Linked DNA regions of Mus musculus: region 2 is linked to region 1. The links are chromatin contacts, called in public promoter capture Hi-C maps. All regions are on one chromosome and are shown on one strand. The core of a region is the stretch at or near the end of the contact, and the rest is flanking DNA. Distances in the headings are between cores, read along the strand shown.

Evidence for each region. Promoter capture Hi-C pulls out the DNA fragments that hold promoters and counts their contacts.
Region 2: a contact with region 1 is called in a promoter capture Hi-C map of hippocampal neurons, with 10 times the contacts expected there. The contact joins the promoter of Tmem47 here to the promoter of Prrg1 in region 1. A contact is called at or near these places in 5 of 39 promoter capture datasets (cranial neural crest, frontonasal cranial neural crest, hippocampal neurons and 2 more) and 2 of 115 datasets of contacts at active chromatin or transcription factors (astrocytes and embryonic forebrain).

Annotation. Positions count from the first base shown.
Region 1 is chrX:78,580,794-78,586,190 of GRCm38.p6, forward strand. It overlaps Prrg1 (proline rich Gla (G-carboxyglutamic acid) 1), which reads right to left and starts at 3,104. Exons shown (of 4, transcript NM_027322.2): 1 at 2,976-3,104.
Region 2 is chrX:81,068,456-81,073,829 of GRCm38.p6, forward strand. It overlaps Tmem47 (transmembrane protein 47), which reads left to right and starts at 2,189. Exons shown (of 3, transcript NM_138751.2): 1 at 2,189-2,705. The coding sequence starts at 2,480.

The sequences.
Region 1 (5,397 bases), core at 1,854-4,353:
GTTGGAATTCAGAGATTTGTCAAAGATAAGATAGCAGAAATCATCAGAACAAGATGATTAAGGCTACAATAGGATTCATTAGCCAAAAGGTTCAAACCATCTTAAGACGTAGGAGTACAGCATGAGGTAGGTTGCAGTTTTCTTTATTTGTGTTAACCTTTAGTAAACAGTACCAGGTGAGCTGTGTTCATTTTTAGAATTTCCTAAAGTCAAGCAGCACTTCATTCCTGTCTTTCTGCAAATAACAAATTACATATTTCAGTGTGTGCAATGACTATTCTCTAGCTTTGGTGTCTTCTAAAGTGTGTGTTTTTACGATACCCATTTCCTCTTTTATCTACAAAGTTGTGCACCTCATTTATAAACATTAACTATCAATAACACATGACAATGTATCTATGTTCTCACTACTACAGTGTGCATTAGGTATTTTCAAGAAATGGTCCTTCAACATTAAAAGATCAGAATTTCTTCTATACTTCATGAACTCTGTGTAGGATCTTATCTTTCTAATGACATGTAATAACATGTAACTATAATTATATTGGGCACTTACCATATGCAAGGCAACCCAAGTATTGGGGTAACAAGAGAGAAAATAAGGCTAGTGCTATAAGTTAAACAGTTAAAGGATGATTAATTCCGAGGGAGTTGAAAATATTTTTCAATAAGTTCATAAGGCTGAGCTCTTGGAAAAGGCAAAAGGCATCCATCCTAACACCCCTCTCCCAAGTTGGATAATATTATCACCAAATCCTTTGAATAATTGGAGAAAAGATTAAATAAAAAGAAAACACGAAGAAATTCTGCTTAAACATATTTCAGATCTGAGAGTATATGTTTATTTTTTCTTTTTTTTTTTTAGCTTCTTAGTATTTCCATGTTTCTTTATTTTTTAATTAGGTATTTTCCTCATTTACATTTCCAATGCTATCCCAAAAGTCCCCCATGCCCTCCACCCCCACCCCCCACTCCCACTTTCTGGCACTGGTGTTCACCTGTACTGGGGCATATAAAGTTTGCAAGACCGATGGGCCTCTCTTTCCAGTGATGGCCGACTAGGCCATCTTTTGATACATATGCAGCTAGAATCAAGAGCTCCGGGGTACTGGTTAGTTCATATTGTTGTTCCACCTACAGGTTTGCAGATCCCTTTAGCTCCTTGGGTATTTTCTCTAGCTCCTCCATTGGGGGCCCTGTGATCCATCCAATAGCTGACTGTGAGCATCCACTTCTGTGTTTGCTAGGCCCCCGGCATAGCCTCACCAGAGACAGCTATATCAGGGTCCTATCAGCACAATCTTGATAGGGTATGCAATCTTGGGTATGCAATGGTGTCAGCGTTTGGAGGCTGATTATGGGATGGATCCCTGGATATGGCAGTCTCTAGATGGCCCATCCTTTTGTCTGAGCTCGAAACTTTGTCTCTGTAACTCCTTCCATGGGTGTTTATGTTTATAAAACAGGATTCACAATCAAGGAAAAGGGGTGGAGGAGGAGGAAGCTCAGTTTATTATGATGTACTCAGTTAAAAAATGAGTTAAAATATAAACATCTGTGCTTGGTACCACATGTATCATTTTTCATAAAAGTTCATAAATTTTTAACATGAAAGCCTATGGGCCTTTATCCAATGTCACAATACTTTCCCTAATGTTTTATCATTTTTAAAGTTTCTAAAGTGAGTTAGCCTAAGTATCTGGCAGCACCATATCCTTAAGAATTCTTCATTGAAACAATGAACAATACTCTAGCTAAATTTACTGACTTGTACACTGCCACATTTTCCCAAGTCTGATCATATTCTGTGACTATCAAAAGGGATTTATCTAGCTCTACTTAGCTATTCCAAGTCTTCTCCCTTTCATTCACACTCACTTATTTCTTCTGAAATACCATTATTTTTGGTTTTTCTTCTGTTGGGATTTGTAAAAACGTATAAAAATCAATCTCTCAATTTCTCTCTCTCTCTCTCTCTCTCTCTCTCTCTCTCTCTCTCTCTCTCTCTCTCTCACACACACACACACACACACACACACACACACACACACACACAGAGCAAGAACACACAAAATAGTAACCAGGCACATTCCTATGGGGAATATTCTTACTCTCAAAATCAACAGACCAGTAAAAAGAAAAAAGCCTCTGCAGAAAGTTGCTAGGTCTTTCTGGAAATTCCCCCAACTTCAGGCCCACACTGATTCCCCACCCCCTAGGGCGGCAACACAGACTTCTGAAGCAAGCCAGCCAACACGCGCGCGCTCGCTCGCTTGCAGACACACGCGCGCGCGAGCCTACACACACACACACACACACACACACACACACACACACACACACACACGTGCGCGCACGCGCGTACCCTCGCCCCCCCCCCCCCCCCGCCGCTGTCACCCACCACAGCCTACAAAACAGTTATAGCCTTTGTTAAAAAATGTCCAGGCACAATGTATCAGAAGAGGGACACATTCCCGGGGAAAGGAAAGTCATAGGAACGCCACACCCTCTATTGCAACAGTCCGGGCCAACAACCCACCTCCCCCAAATCCTCTCCCCACCGACAGGAAACCTTCCTGCCAACTCGGCACCCAGGGAAAGCAGAGGAAGGAAAAGAGTAAGCTAGGACACCGCTCGGGGGCACCAAGTAGGGGGACTGAACTTGAAGCTGGGCCACCTTCCAGGGCTCTCAAGCGAACCTTCCTGGCCTGGCCAAGCTCAAGTGAGGACTTCCAGCTTCTAAACGCCTTTCTTCTTTCTTCTAACTCGGCAGCTCCTACACACCTTTAAGTCTCCCGCCACGGCTCACTCCTCTCCACACGCAGCCGGAGGCTGGCAACCTCGAGAAGCCCCGCCACTGAAAAAGCTGCACGAGTCTCCCCTAACCGGGTCAAAGTCTTCCATACACACCCGAGTCCCTTTCTGGCTGCCAACCACGTTCTCTCCAAGGAGTCCCGCACCGCTGCCTCACTCACCGTGAGCCCCGCTCAGCTACTACGCGCTAGCAGAGCTGCAAGCCGCGCCTGCGCGCACCCGCTAGAGCCGGAGCCAGGAGCAAAGAGGGAGCCTGCAGCTGCTGCTGATGCGAAGGGCAATAGGAAGCCAGAGAACCCACATCAAGAGGGTTAAAAAAGAAGGGGCGGGGCCGGGAGGAAGTGGGAAGCAAGGGGAGTGGCCAGGCAGGGCGGGAAGGGAAGGGAAGAGTAGAGCTTCCACCACTGTGTGCTAGGCCATTGAGCTGGAGCCCAGCTAGAAAAGCTGCCTTTATCCCTTCTATGCCTCCCCAAACTAGGCCAGGTGCAAACCTTGCTTGAAGCAGAACCAAACAGTTGTAGGAGCAGCAAAGGACTACATTTGAGTGTCAAGGAATTGCCCCTTTCCCTGGGAGCAAATTTGCACTATTGCTTTTGAACAACTTTTGAGGCCAACAACCTGAATTCCCTTCAAAACAGTTTTTTTTTTCCTTAAAAGTAGGCTCTTGATTTGAAGCCCTGGCTGTTTTTATACTCTGTATATAGCCCAGGTTAGCCTCTACCTCGTGAAGATCCTGCCTCAGCCTCCCAAAGTGCTATTATTTCAGGTGTCTGCCACAGCACCCTTCTCTGAATAATTACCTTGGCAAAATCCATCTAAATGGCTTGGGAAAGGAGAACACAAGTTGTCAAATAAGTCCTATTTTTAAAGTCTTCGGTGGGTGTTTATAATTTGAACACTAAAAGACTTCTAAAGGCTCCTCTCAGATATGGGATCTAAGGCCGTGTTGTTTGGTACACTTTCTTCTGGTGTTTACCAATTCAAGAAGGCTAAAGTGATTATTATCCCATGCTGCACGCATGCTTAGTTTTAAGTTCTGAGCTTTTCTGTTTAGACTCTGGTCAGCTGTGGCATGGCATCTCATGCTTTCAGTTCAGCTATTAAAATAAGCACACCTCAGTGAACCCAAAGTGAAGAGGGTGTGGCCTTGAAGTTATTTGTTCCAAGCTAATTCCCCTACCCGGCCCTCCTTTTCTTTCTTTCTTTCTTTCTTTCTTTCTTTCTTTCTTTCTTTCTTTCTTTCTTTCTTTAACTTTAGTCATGACGGAATTAGGGCCACACTAGTTGGCCCTTCCCAATAAGTACTTTAGTTGTGGTTGGAACTTTATTTATTTATTTAGGGTTTTTTTTGTTGTTGTTGTTGTTCTTGTTTTTGTTTTTGTTTTTTGTTTTTTTTTTTTTTTGTATTATTTTGTTTTTTTGAGACAGGATTTTTTGGTATAGGCCTGGCTGTCCTGAAACTCACTCTGTAGACCAGGCTACCTTTGAACTCAGAGATCAACCTGCCTCTTTCTCCTAAGTGCTAGGATTAAAGGCTTGTGCCACAACCACCCAGCATGACTGAAACATTTTATGGGGCAGTCATATCATTGTCACTAAAGATCTAAATATACTGAAATTCCTCCTATTAGCTTTGTGGTTCTTCCATCTATGTATTTTATAAAGTAGACTTTCTTGAATTCACTTCTACTTTACATTTGAAAAATAAGCTTAGGGGGATTGTAGGGAGTAATTTTTGCTGAAAGGTGTGCTGGCAAGTTTTGCAGAATGAATCTTTAAGTGACTGAAAATGTAACTTTATCCTATTCATTTCATTAGTAAAACATTCCCTGTAAAGAAGGTACTTTAAAAATACAATAGGTCAATAAAGTTGATTTTTACACCTCTTATAGAGGAAGATATGTGGAGGAATTCACTTTTAATTTGATTGCTGGCTTCTTCTTTTTTCCCTTAATGTATCAGGTTATTTTGGTAGAAGTAACAAATGCTACATTGAAATAGCTTAAGCTAAATGACAAAGTTATTCTGTAACCCAAACTGTGAAAAGGTAGGTCTGTTGTTAGCCTTGGGAATAAATGAAACCAGAAAGTAGAATGTTTGAAATTCCATCTCAGGCTCTCAATCTTTCCTCTTTCAGACAGGGTCACTCTTTCAGAACCTTCCAAAGTCACCTACTACAGGCTTTTGGAATCACCGCCTCTGAACAACACTGAGTTCAAGCCTCTCAAATCCGATTAGAGAGAAAATGTCTCTCTTTCCTTAGTTCAGATTTTTTAAAGCACCACATAAAGCTTTTGATTGAGTAGATTATCACAACTGTTTCTGGACAGAAAATGTATAGATAAGATGGTACTGAGACTCCTACACATGCATTCAACCATATTGTTTTTTTTTTTTAAGTAAAGAAAAATTCTAAATGAAAATTTAAGATAGGGAGAAATGTTTTCAGACTTGCTCTGACCCTCAGATAAGAGCTGGGTTTTGTTTGGGAGTGTAATTTTATGTGTGTGATATTTCATCTGCATGACTGACTATGCACCCCAAGCATGCAGTGATCACAGAGGTCATAAGAGAACTCCAAAT
Region 2 (5,374 bases), core at 939-3,438, 2.5 Mb after region 1:
AGTCGAAAACAATACAGAACAAATACAGTAAGTGTGGAGGTTGGTGTAGGAGTGTTGTAGAATGAATAATAAGCATGATGAATAAGGAAAATGTTAGTTGAGTCAGAAAAGTTAGTTGTTAGAATTTGGAGGGTGAAACAATGTCATTATAACCTGGAGTATGCTTAGGAAAATTTCCTAAAGATTATTTTTGGATTATAAATCTGCAAGTGTAAATCTGAGCAAAAGGAAATGTCACAGCCCTAGTCACCAGAGTTCATTCTTCAGGTTTGGAAATTTTCAGTGTTTTATAAGGATCTGTTTTAGCAAGGTATGGGGCACTTAGTACTCTAACCCTGCATCAAAGAAGCATTTGGAAGACCTAGGTAAAGGAAGGAGCTCCTTAAAAAGAATAAAAAATAAAAAATGGGTATTTTATTATTTGTTTACATTTCAAATGTTATCCCTTTCCTGGTTTCCCTTCTGAAAACAGCCTATCCCATCCCCTCTCACCCTGCTTCTGTGAGGGTGTTCACCCACCCACCCATCCACCCACTCCTGCCTCACCACCTGCCCTAGCATTCCTCTACACTGGAAGAAACAATTTTGAGTGTGTTCCTTGCTTGTTTTTGGTGCCTCCTGAAGAAATTAACCTGATAATGGTTGAAGAGTAAAAAAATAGCCAGCTCTCCTATTTATAGTTTTAAGAAAACTTTGGGTTTCATTCTACTTGGGGCTTCTTCTTTTTCTCAGATCACCTGATACTACTTTGATTGCTTCTTCCACTCCAAGTGTTCTTGTCAAAATGTGCTATGCCTGTGCAAAGAGGATGTTAGAAGAGAATGAGTGTTAAGGACCCCCTTATCCCTGCACAGAAAGTATGAGAGCCATTAAGGTTGAGGTATTATGTCAGGGGTGAGAAGCACGCCAAGGGGCATTCTTCAGGTCAGTGTCCTCATTTTTGACTTTCACACTAAGTTATTGAAAAGGTAAATGATCTGGAAACACTCTTAGACAATGATCTGAACATTAAATTGCTTTTTCTTTTTCTTTTAGGCAAGAGGGAAAGTAGTTGAAAAAAAAAAAAAAGGCATGAAACAACTCCCATCCCCAATCACTTTGAATTGACAATTACAAACCACAAATCCAGTTTCAAGGGGTGTGCAGTTCTCATAAATCAGCCAAAAGCGTGAAGCCCCTCCTCAAGAACCAAGGCAATGCCCTTTGAAGAGTCCTTGTGTAAGTCAATTTAATGAAAAATCTATGTAGATGCATTAGTTCCATTCAGGATCCTTATATCACAGCTTCTTATCTCAGGCCCTGTAGTAGAGTTTGTGGAAGAACAGGGAAATGTAGTAGAGCTTGTGGAAGAACAGGGAAAGCTTATCACCGAGGGTAGGAATTCAGATCTAGCTGAACACAGTGAAGAGAAATTTAGGGATTTTAGCCAAATTATAAAGGACAGAACAGCAGAGTTGCAAATAGGGCTAGCTTTATGCTTGTCTTTTTTTTTTTTTTTTTTTTTTTTTTCTGAGACAGGGTTTCTCTGTGTAGCCCTGGCTGACCTGGAACTCACTCTGTAGACCAAGCTGGCCTCGAACTCAGAAATCCGCCTGCCTCTGTCTCCCATGTGCTGGGATTAAAGGCGTGAGCCACCAATGCCTGGCTAGCTTCATGTTTACACTTTGTGAAATCTCTCATTCATTTTATCTCTCTCTTGCCCTTCAGAGGAGAGCAAAGGCTGTTTTCAGATTGAGAACTGACTTAATTTGGAGCTGGAAGGTAGGGATGGAAGGGTGTCTCCAGGGCTCGTCCTGGGTTCAGAGTGGGAAGTGTTACTTTTCCCCTCCTTCCACAACCTCATTCCGGATGTGAATTGATTAGCAAGAGGGTAGAACATCGCCCTGTGTGGAACCCATCTTTTCTCCAAAGGCCACAGCCTAGGAAGCCACATCAAGAAGAGAACTAGAAAAATGGTCAGTCCCTGTTCCCTAGGAAAGGAAAAGCCACGTGACCCGGAGACAGGGCGAGGGAGCGACCCCGGAGCAACCGCGGTCCGGCTGGCTGCAGAGAAGAATTGCTGCGCGCAGTGACCAAGGGATTAGTGGCGAGACCGGCGGGAGCCAGAGCCTTCCGCCGTCCGGGTGCAGACCCTCAGTCTCTCTCCTAAGGCGCCGCCTCCCGCAGCCTGGGGCGGGGCTGGGGCGGAGCCAGGTTGGCCGCGCCAGGGAGGAGCAGGCGCGGGCGCGGGCGCGGGCTGATCGCTTGCTGAAGATTCTCTCTGCGTTTGCTGTCGCTGCAGCAGCGGACGACCTCCTTAGGGCCAGGCGTCCCAGCTAGGCAAGTCCAGTTGACCACTCGGTGTGCTTAACTGAGACCCAAGGTACGACTTCTTGGCGCGGTTAGCGCCGCTTTCCTGTTCGGGAGGTCCCGCTCCAGGCTCTTCGGACCCTCCTGGCGTCCTCGTTTGCGTCGGGAAGGGCGGCAGCGGCGCCCGGGCATGGCTTCGGCTGGCAGCGGCATGGAAGAGGTGCGAGTGTCGGTGCTGACCCCGCTCAAGCTGGTCGGGCTGGTGTGCATCTTCTTGGCGCTGTGTCTGGATCTGGGAGCTGTTCTGAGCCCGGCCTGGGTCACCGCGGACCACCAGTACTACCTGTCCCTGTGGGAGTCCTGCCGGAAACCCGCCAACCTGGATATCTGGCATTGCGAATCCACTCTCGGCAGCGGTGAGCGCCCCCACCCCACCTCCGGTGCCGCGCCCCTTGCTCCCGCGTGGCCATCCTGGGCTCCTCCGCTGCCACCGCCTCTCTGGGAGCCACCTCCCCCACTTTCCTTCGCTCCCCTCCCTGCCTCCTTGCCCTACCTTCTCGGCCCTTGGACCCCAGGACCCTCTTGCATGTGCCCCTCTCTCGAAGGGGTCCGGGTAGGCAAGACTCCAGAGACCTCCTACGCCCTCTACTCCTCCCTTGCTCATCCCTCCAGTTTTGGAGTAACACGTCTGCTATTTTGGGCAATTGTTATCATTGAGGGCGAGAACCATGTGGCTGTGTAAAAGACGCAATGCCTTCCACACCCCCGTTAGAAAAGAAATGGGTAAAACGCTCCAAATCTGTGTGGGTTCTCTGTTCCAACCCTCTAAGAGAAATTTGCCCAAGTTTTCCTGAAGGCCCACATTTCCCCCTATTCTATTTCACTTTACCTGGTGTATTGGCTAGGAACCCTGACTAAGACACCTGGCTTTTCCCGAGTGAATTTTCGTGTGTGTGTGTGTGTGTGTGTGTGTGTGTGTGTGTGTGTGTGTGTGTGTATTTCCCCTTTAAATTTTGGGGAGGGATACCGAGAGTCAGGAGAGACTGATGAATTTTCTTTCCTTTTTTGGCGACACCATTGTTGCTTCTGAGTTTCCTTTCTTTCACTCCCACAGTAAGAAACTCCCCTTTCTTCCACTCCGTTTTCTCTGAGCTAGTTACTCACAGTTGCCTGGAAAGTTCTGCTTCATTCAGCAAGCAGTGAAAATTGTGTGCGGATGGGAAACGGGGTAGAGTAGGCGGTAGCCATTGTGGCTACTAGCTCAAAGGGACTTTGTGGCTTTATTCTCTTCCTGATCCTCTAGTTTTTGTTTTTGTTTTGTTTTGTTTTTAACCCCATTTCCAGAGTCCCATTCCTAAGAATTTGCCAACTTCCAATTTCTTGCTGAAAACTATTGCTACTTGAATTCTGTTTCTTCAGCTGCTGCTGTGTGCACAGATTAAGGAATGTAAAAGGGAGGCTCTGCTGGGTGCTTTTTTTTTTTTTTTTTCTTTTTAATGCTGGCGCGCGCTAACACACACACACACACACACACACACACACACACACACACACACACACGCACAAGCTCACGCTCACACTCACACACTGACCTGAGAAACTCATTAAATCCCTTCTTGATAGTTTCAAGTCTTTTCTGAAACAATTTTTTTAAGCTTTGCTGGAAACGTTTCAAGTTCTAATAAAGTTGAAATAGCACAAAGACCACACACACACACACACACACACACACACACACACAAATCCGACTTTTCTTTGTCTTACGTTTTTTGTTATAGGAGAAATTAGTTCACTTAGTTAAATTTCTTCCAGAAATTTAATTTTGTGCTTACAAAGGCTTTTTCTTTGCTGTTACCTCAGAATACCTATTGAAGGCTTTCTTTGTTGATTGATTCTTAGTGAAGGGGACTGGTTGGCAGCAGGAGGTCAACACTCAGGCTTTTTAATTCTTTCAGGATTAGTTGTTTACAACTGAAGATAAAATAAACCCACAAAATGCCTTTCTTTGGTAACCAGGGGCTCCAAATAAACTTTGGAAAAAATATCTTTTCTTTCTCCCTTCAATAGAAATGGAAATTTATGTAGGAATGCCAGCTTCAGCAGATCTCCTTAGCAACGTGAATCTTTTGCCCCCTTCACTCTGTCTCCTGAAATAATAGCCCTCTGATTGCATAAAGACTTTTCAGATAGGTTGGAGAAACCAGCTTCAGCTCCCATTTGCTTTTTAGGCTATTATCCTTTTCTCTTGGCTTGGAATGTGGGGAATGGACGAAAAGCAGCTTCAGTTTGTTTGCTAATCTTTCCTTAATTGCCTCCATACCGATTGATTTTAGCTACAAAGAAATTTGTAACTGGACCAAAAAGAAAAATAAAAGAATAAAAAAACAAAAAAACCCCAAAGATTTCAGCTGGGCAAATACGGAGACATAAGCTTAATGCAAATATGGTGTCCATAGGACTGTGGAAAGGGAAAATCAAAGGCAAGCATGCTTTCTGAGCCCCCCACCCCCGCCCCAGCCTACGCCCCTTATTCTATCTCCATGTCCTTCAACTTGGGTTCATTGGCTTCAATTTGCTTGAAAAAAATAGTTTTCTGTCCCTCTAAAAGATGACAAGATGTGTTACAAGTAGTACAAGTTATGTGGAAGTTCTTGACTTTGTGTGGTAGCAGAAAAGTTGTGAAGGGAAGGGCCAAAACACAGAAAATTGCTGTGGCCACTTAGAAAATGTGCTCCTAGAGATGTTATATGGACTTGAAGCTTCTATCAAGCAGTGTTTTAAGACAAAGAGGGACACTAGGATCAGCCCAGGAATGCTGTCCTTGTCTGTTCCAATGGTGGGCAGCTTATTTAGTCTGTTTGCTGTACAGAGTAGCAGAGGGATAGGAGCAAAATGTCTTTCTGAAGATTTTTAAAGATCGACTTCATTCTCTCTGGAAAATCAATTACTTTGGGAAAACCCACCAAGGACAGTTTTACTTCGCCAGGATCTTCAGGACTTAATTAAAAACCTTTGTTTTAATTAGACAAGGTTTTCTTTCAAGAAGGAAAAATTCTGGAATGTTTTTCTTCTGAAAACAACATTC